2 separate regions of the Callithrix jacchus genome follow, and region 2 is linked to region 1. A link is a contact called in public Hi-C data. All regions are on one chromosome and are shown on one strand. Each heading gives the region's core, a stretch centred on a gene start, on an enhancer-like site or on the middle of the called end of the contact. The rest is flanking DNA. Distances are from core to core; before and after follow the strand shown. Region 1 holds the start of GADD45G (growth arrest and DNA damage inducible gamma). Region 2 holds the start of LOC100895811.

What was found. Hi-C and Micro-C count contacts between places; a contact is called where the count stands out from the background.
Region 2: a Hi-C map of skeletal muscle shows a contact between it and region 1, with 7 times the contacts expected there. The contact joins the promoter of LOC100895811 here to the promoter of GADD45G in region 1. A contact is called at or near these places in 3 of 3 Hi-C or Micro-C datasets (induced pluripotent stem cells and skeletal muscle).

What each region holds. Positions count from the first base shown.
Region 1 is chr1:73,441,368-73,445,536 of calJac240_pri, forward strand. It overlaps GADD45G (growth arrest and DNA damage inducible gamma), which reads left to right and starts at 1,962. Exons shown (of 4, transcript XM_002742712.6): 1 at 1,962-2,124; 2 at 2,392-2,493; 3 at 2,630-2,843; 4 at 2,932-3,519. The coding sequence starts at 2,072. The coding sequence ends at 3,042. LOC103791906 (a long non-coding RNA gene) reads right to left here and starts at 2,401. Exons shown (of 3, transcript XR_008480529.2): 1 at 1,505-2,401.
Region 2 is chr1:73,950,603-73,954,771 of calJac240_pri, forward strand. LOC100895811 reads left to right here and starts at 2,290. Exons shown (of 8, transcript XM_078345290.1): 1 at 2,290-2,301. The coding sequence starts at 2,290.

The DNA of each region.
Region 1 (4,169 bases), core at 712-3,211:
GCCGCCTGTCCCCGCTCCCCCTTACTCCCGCCCCAACTCGCCGTCCTTACGAGACACCTTCTGGAGTTCAGAAACGCTACAGCAAGCTCTTGCTTTTTAAAATCCTGGAAGCGAGGGGCTTTTGCAGCTCTCCTCCGCGGGGAAGCCGCTGGGAGGCGCAAGAAGCCAGCTTCTCACTTTGGCAAAAGTGCCTGCCCCCAAGCGCAGAATGAAAACTTCCCCGCAAGTTCAGAAGTACTTTGTACATTAACCACCCACCTGAGAAAGCCTGAATGAAAGGAACAAAGCCTCGCCGTTGTTTACTTTCCCATTATCGCCCTAGTCTTGCTGCAGGGCCAGGGTTTCCATCGAATCCGCCCGGCCCGCCATTCTCCCAGCCAGTTTCCCAGGCCTCACCCCAAAAAGGGGAGCAATGAGGTGACCCCTGGAGCGCCCATCCACGTAGCTCAGAAAGGTACAGACACCAAAAGTGCTGCGCTCAGTGGGTGAACCCTCTGAAAGTGCCAGCGTGTATGGTCAAGCGACAGCAACCTCTAGCCTGTTAAACTCTCCCAAGATTTCTTCCAGACTTACTCTATTGCCGGAAAAAAAAGAATTTTTACATATGCGTATTTAAGTAATTAAAGTATTTCAGCACAGCGTAAGACAAACAGGCTCTTACTCCATCAGCACTGGATGGGAATCTCCTTTCGCCCTCTACTCCCCGCAGTTACTTTGGATGCGATTTGCGGCCCTTAATCGGGTTCCTGTTAATGTTGGACAGGGCTCAGTGGGCCTGGCCGGGCAGCTCCGTGTCCGCCCCCCACCCACCGCTCTTCTCCCGCGCCAGGCCAACGGAAGGGTGTGTGTGTTGGGGAGAGGGGAGGAGAAAAGGGGTTTTAGGATCTTTCGAGCTTGCCTGTAGATGGCGCCCCGGGAAAGAGATTCTGGCCGCGGGGTTCCGGCCAGAGGGCGTCCAGCCTTGTAGACCGCGCACCAGCTCCCAGTCCTTCCCAACTAGCGCGACTGCTGGGCACCCGTGCGAGAAACGGGTGGAAGGGAATTACATGTAGCAGGGCCAATACGGGGGCGCGCACTCAGGGACCACGGAGTGGCACGCAGCCTCGACCCCACGCGCCGGGCAGCCCGGCGACCCCCACGCGCGGCGGGGGCCTGCCCGCCCCACCAGGCAGCAGGTGGACAGTGTTGCTATGAAGAGAAAGCCTGGATTGTCCCTACTGCAAACCGCCACACGCCAGACCTCTGCTATTGTGCGCCCTCCATAGAAATGCAAACGAGCGGCGTGCGCCGGCCGCAATCTGCTCGCCCCCGCCCGCCCCCCTCTCCGGCGCCCAGCGGTGCTCGGCCAAGGGCGGGGAGGTGGGGTAGGAGCTTCCAGCGACAACTCAATGTATACATTGAGTGTGCGTGGGAGGCATCGTCGGCGCTCTCCGGACGCTAGTGGTCAGCTGCAAGGGGCTGTGCCCACTGCCTTTTGCAAGCCCCTAACTGGCACTGCTTTTACCTTAATTTCCGGCTCCAATGCAACAGTTTCATAAACTTCAAATTAAAGGAAAGAAACAAATAGAAAGGTAGCAATAAAAATAAATGCCAAAAAAATTCCTTTTGATTCTATAAAGGTGCTTTTCGCAAATTGCAGCAACCTATTAGCAAACAAGGTTTTTGTGGGTTGGTTTTTTTTTTTTTTTTCTTTTTCCTTTTAAGGACTTCAAAAAAAAAAAAAAAAAGGCGAGATGAAATCTGCAGGCTCTAGTCTGCCTGGTAACACCCCAACAAAAGCGGCAGATTTGAGGCATTGTCATCCCCCGCACCCCTCCCCACGTGGCCTTCTGGCACGAGCCGCCGGCCCGCCGCCTCATTTACATCAGAAAGCGGGTGCCGGCCAATAGGCGCACAGCCTCGCGCCAGCTGGCGGCGCAGCACCCTCCAGCCTATATAAGGGCGCGCGGCGTAGCAGGGGCGCAGTCGCTAGTGGTAGATGAGCCGAGCCGAGATCTAACTCACCGTGTGTTCTCCCGTGCCCCCTCCGCGCTCTCCGCTTGTGGATAACTTGCTGCTGGTCGATCGCGCTATGACTCTGGAAGAAGTCCGTGGCCAGGACACAGTTCCGGAAAGCACAGCCAGGTGGGTCTCAGGGCTGGGAGAAAGCGGCTGGTCGGTCGGCGGCCTTCAGGGCCCTCCAGGGTGGGAGTAGGAGCCTGGGGTATCGGCGTAGGAGCCGAGCGCTGGGGTATCGGCGGCAGATCCAGGTTGGAGAGGTTGGGTGCGGGCGCCGAGCCGGGTCTGGAGTGTAGTTGGAGTGCCACGGGTGCGTCCGGGTGCGTCCGGGTGACCGGGGCTGGGGGCTCCTACCCCGACCGGCTCCGGCTCACTGTGCTGGCTCCTCCGCAGGATGCAGGGTGCCGGGAAAGCGCTGCACGAGTTGCTGCTGTCGGCCCAGCGCCAGGGCTGCCTCACTGCCGGCGTCTACGAGTCAGCCAAAGTCCTGAACGTGTAAGTGTAGACACTGCCAAGGCTGGGATACCGGGGCGGGGGTGAATGACTAGGAGACGGGCGGATGGGAGGGGTGGCGGCGGGAGACCTCTGCTCGCGGTTTCTGACCTTGGTCCCCACCTTGCTGCCCTCGCAGGGACCCCGACAATGTGACCTTCTGTGTGCTGGCTGCGGATGAGGAGGACGAGGGCGACATCGCGCTGCAGATCCATTTTACGCTGATCCAGGCGTTCTGCTGCGAGAACGACATCGACATCGTGCGCGTGGGCGATGTGCAGCGGCTGGCGGCTATCGTGGGCGCCGGCGAGGAGGCGGGCGCGCCGGGCGACCTGCACTGCATCCTCATTTCGGTGAGTAGAGTCCCGTCCCGTCCCCGCCCGGGTGTCGTTCCCGCCTCGGCCGGCTGCCAGCCAGGCTGACCCTGCTCTCTCTCCGCAGAACCCCAATGAGGACGCCTGGAAGGACCCCGCTTTGGAGAAGCTCAGCCTGTTTTGCGAGGAGAGCCGCAGCGTTAACGACTGGGTGCCCAGCATCACCCTCCCCGAGTGACGGCCCGGTGGGGACCTTGGTCTGATCGACGTGGTGACGCCCCGGGGCGCCTAGAGCGCGGCTGGCTCTGTGGAGGGGCCCTCGGAGGGTGCCCGAGTGCGGCGTGGAGACTGGCAGGCGGGGGGGGGCGCCTGGAGAGCGAGGAGGTGCGGCCTCCCGAGGAGGGGCCCAGCAGCGGCTGGGCCAGGCTGGCCCGAGCTGAGGACTCTGCAAGTGCATGGAGCGGGCTGCTCGCCCAGGAAGGCCTAGGCTGGGACGTTGGCTGCAGGGCCGGGAAGGACAGACTGGCCGGGCAGGCGTGACTCAGCAGCCTGCGCTCGCAGGAAGGAGCGGCGCCCTGGACTTGGTACAGTTGCAGGAGCGTGAAGGACTTAGCCGACTGCGCTGCTTTTTCAAAAACGGATCCGGGCAATGCTTCGTTTTCTAAAGGATGCTGCTGTTGAAGCTTTGAATTTACAATAAACTCTTTGAAACAAACTTATGCTCTTTATTGAGGGTAGGGGATCTTTGTGTCGGGGGAGGTGGTGAGCAGGGTTTCAGAGGATTGCTGGAACTTCGTGGAACTAATGGCACCTGTTCCGTCTTCCTGTCGGCAAGAATGACAGGCTCGTCGGCGCTGGCAGAGGAAGGGCATGCTGCCCACTGCTAGGGTAGAGCTTGGGCCCAGCTCCTACTTTTCTCCTTTTAGGTAGATTCTAAACTTGCAAAACAGGAGCGTATTTTAGATAAGACATCAGTGCAGCAACTAAAGCCTCGCCTTCCAAAGCGATAACAGTGACCTCTGCCTCCCCTCCCCCTCCCTCGGTCCCCCTCCCCCTCCCTCCCACAGCTGCTTATCTGAACAGCTTGCTGGAGGCCGCAGGCTTTCCTGCACAATGAGCATTGCCTTCTGCAGACCCTGCCCTTTGTGGTCCCTGAGGACGGTGGCAGGCTGCTCCTGCTCTTGGGGACTTTTTCCTGTTAAATGCTCTGACACAAAGCAATGCTACAAAGGTATTAATACCAAATATGACATTGATGACTGCATTTAAGTATGAGTCATTACTTTGTCGTGGCTGTGATAGAACTTGGAAGATCTGAGAAAAAATTGGAAGGCAGCATCTATATAAATAGGCATGAGCAATTCT
Region 2 (4,169 bases), core at 1,040-3,539, 510 kb after region 1:
AGGGAGAAGGCACAGTCCATGAACCAAAAAGTGGGTCCTGAGCAGACACCAAATCTTCGGGTACCTTGATTTTGAACTGCCTAGCTTCCAGAACTGTGTGTGAGAGAGAGAGAGAGAGAGGAGAGAGAGAGAGTGTGTGTGTGTGTGTGTAAGACAGACTCTTGCTCTGTCACCCAGGCTGGAAAGTAGTGGCACCATCTTGGCTCACTGCAACCTCTGCCAGCATCCCTCCTCCCAATCCCTTGACCCAGGTTCATGCAATTCTTGAGCCTCAGCCTCCTGAGTAGCTGGGGCTATAGGCATGTACCACCATGCCTTGCTAATTTTTGTACTTTTAGCAGAGATGAGGTTTCGCCATGATAGCTGGGCTGGTCTCAAACTCCTGGCCTCAAACGATTGGCCCACCTTAGCCTGTAAAGTTGGGATTACAGGCATGAGCCACTCGCCTGGCTGAAATTTTATTTTATTTATTTATTTATTTATTTTGAGACAGAGTTTCGCTCTTGTTACCCAGGCTGGAGTGAAATGGCGCAATCTCGGCTCACTGCAACCGCTGCCTCCTGGGCTCAGGCAATTCTCCTGCCTCAGCCTCCTGAGTAGCTGGGACTACAGGCACGCACCACCATGCCCAGCTAATTTTTTTTTTGTATTTTTAGTAGAGACGGGTTTCACCATGTTGACCTGGATGGTCTCAATCTCTTGACCTTGTGATCCACCCGCCTCGGCCTCCCAAAGTGCTGGGATTACAGGCGTGAGCCACCACACCCGGCCCGAAATTTTATTTTTTACAAGCGCCCAGCTGATGATAGTTTGTTGTAATGGTACAAATGGATTAAGATGATTACCATATGTGGTAAAAAGGATTTTGCAGCTGTGTTTTGGGTAAGGCTCTTGTGATGGGGAGGTAATCCTGATCATGTGGTGGGTATTAACTGAAATCACAAGGGTCCTTATAAGAGGGAGGCAGGCAAGAGCCAGAGAAGATGTGCAGATGGAAGCAGAGATTAGAGTCATGTGAGGTCTGAGTCAAGGAAAGCAGATGACCTCTAAAAACTGAGAAAAGCAAGAACACCGATTTTCATCTATATCTTCCAGAAGTAATCTAGCCTGCCAACACTTTGATTTCAGTCCACTGGAACTAATTTTGAATTTCTGACCTTCAGAAACGCAAAATCCTAAGTCTGCGTTATTTTAAACCATTAAGTTTATGGTAATTTGTTACAATGGCAACAGGAAATGAATACAATTGAGACATCAGCACAGACCATGCACACCAGAATCTCTGGTGCTCTTTCCTCCCTGCTTCTCCCATTAAGAAGCATCTCAGTTTACAATGGTCAAGTCTGAGTTAACACCAAATTCATTTCACGGATGCACAAAAACTTTACTTCTATGATCTCTGCTCCTCCTTCCCACTTTCATGCTGCTGTTGTTACAGATTACATCTCTATACATTGTGTGCCTGTCACTCAAGATTTATAATCTTGCTTTATGTAGTGGTCATTCAAATCAGATAGAGAAAAAGAGAGAAGTGGCTGGGTGCAGTGGCTCATGCCTACAATCCCAGCATTTTTAGAGGCTAAGGCAGGTGAATCACCTGAGGTCAGGAGTTCAAGGCCAGCCAGTCCAACACGGTGAAACCCTATCTCTACCAAAAATACAAAAAGTAGCTGAGCACACTGGTGTGCGCCTGTAATCCCAGCTACTTGGGAGGCTGAGGCAGGAGAATCACTTGAACCCAGGAGGCAGAGGATCACGCCACTGCACTCCAGCCTGGGCAACAGAGCAAGTTTCCATTTTTTTTTTTTTTTTTTTAAAAAAGGAAAAAAAGAAAGAAGTTACAAACAAAAGTACATTTATACTGCTTTTTACTTTTACCTATGCTGTTACATTAACCGGGCCTTTTATTTCTTAGTGTGGACTTGAGTTTCTGTCTAGTTTCCTTCCATTTCAATATGACTTGTTCCCTTTAGCATTTCTTGTGGAGAAGATCAGCTAGCAACAAATCTCTCAGATCAGGTCATCTTTTCTTTTTTAAAATTATAGCATGCCTCAATTTCTCCTTTGAAAAATGGATTTGCTGGATGTAGGTATTATGAGAAGTCAGCCTTTAAGGTTACCGAGGCTCCTTTGTGTGTGAGGAGGTGTGAAACAGCCAGCACCTCTTTATTTCTCACTCCTGATCTTGCCGGTGGGCTGTGGCAGTTCTACTGCAGGCCACAGGTGGGTAGAGCAGAGATCTGATTCTCCTGGATTTCCAGGCTGAAGGTGAAACACTCTCTGGGACGCATGGCTCTGAGCGTAAGAGCACATAGAGTGAGCCCAAAGCAGCATGTGTGTTTGGCTCTTAGCTTGGATAGGTACATCCATATCCACTCACATGCCAGCAAGCCAAAGCAAGTCACCCAGTCCTTTGCTTCTGGAACAAGGATGTACATTCCTCCTGGGCAGGGTTGCAGGTGCAACAAAAGGAATAAATTTTTCCTGAGCTACAATACAATCTCCCACCAAAAGTCATGCAGCCATTTAGTTAACAACTTTTCTTGAATAGTTCGGTTATCATCAGTGATCCAAATATTGATAAACATGACTTAACCTTTGTCAGATGGAGAGACTGGAAAAATGTTCCCCATTCTGTAGGTTGCCTGTTCACTCTGATGACAGTTTCTTTTGCTGTGCAGAAGCTGTTGCTCTTTAGTTTTATTGGACCTGATTTGTCAATGTTTGCTTTTGTTGCAATTGCCTTTGACATTTTTGTCATAAAATCTTTGCCCATGCCTATGTCCTGAATGATATTGCCTAGATTATATGCCCAATTTATTGTTCTTTTCTGACATCCTCAAAACTCCACCTCATTCAATCATGGCTTTGAAACCTGGTTTAATCACCCCTCCTCATATCCACCCTTCAGCCTGAATTCCAGCAACACAGACTCCCAGTGCTTTAATTTGTAGTGTGGTTTTATCCTCTCTTGTTTCCCCACTACCAGGTTCCACTCTGTTCTTTGTCTTCACCTAGAATTCATCAACCTTAGAAATCTTTAGCTCCAACATTAGTATTTTATACTATTTTCTAGAAGCTTCACTAAGCTCCATTTATTCTCAGAAATTCTCTCTAAGGTGAGCTTCATGGGCAGAAAGAAGAATGAGTGAAAGTGGCAGTCTGACAGTAAAAAGGGCTGGAATAAACAGAACAAATCATTATCCTTTTCTGCACCCTTATTTCATTTGTGTGAACAAGTTTGCTTTCTGATTTGTAACCAGAACATCTGGCCAAAGAAAAAACTGCCTGTCATCTTAGCTCCAGAAAGCTGCTGTCATCTTATTGCATCCCAAGTGGCTCCTTTTGCAGGATTCCTGGAAGGATAATGTGAGCTCTGCTGTTTCACTGAAGAGTGACTTCACTGGGCCGGTCCTGTGTCCTTCCCACAAATGTGGTTCCAGATTTCATCCAGCGTAGCTCTTTACTGTGGTGCTGACTGTAATTTGGGTTTACCATTACTCCAGTGGAAGCTAAGAAGTATTTACCCTCTTTTTATTTAGCACTTTAATCAGAGTGTAATGATATCAAAGTCCATGTAAACTGCTGAAGAGAACTTTAAAACAGCATCCTGAACGAGAACACATGCCCTATTTAATCGTTGTATGAGTTTATTCTCATTCATGAAAAGGTAATTTAAGAAAGGACCACAAATTCCTCCTTCTCTCCTAAGCCTGCCACTGCAGCATCTCTATTTTCATTGTCTAGATTTTATGTCTAAACATTCTTTTATAATTTATAACATTGGTGAATGTGGGCTCAGGTCTTTATTTCTGTGACCTTAGCCCCCGAAACTGCTGTCATTCATAAAGGTATTTTAAGACCCCCTTACATCACTATTTAAAGACAGACACCTTCAACTGAAATGCATTGCAGGTGATTTCCTCATTTCAATGACTAATTTAATTGCAAATATATTTATTTAGAATAAAGTGAAAGGTTCTTCATGCAGTTATATTTAATCTGTTACTTCTTCATTAAAGAGCTTCCTCTGAGGAAGTTACCAAAGTAAGTGGCTACTTTGAATAGCAGAACTGGCACGAGCAGCCTATCGGTGGAAATACACTAACACTATGAATTAAAAAGGAAAGAAGAAAGGTCTTGTGTTTGATCAAATATTTATCTATTAA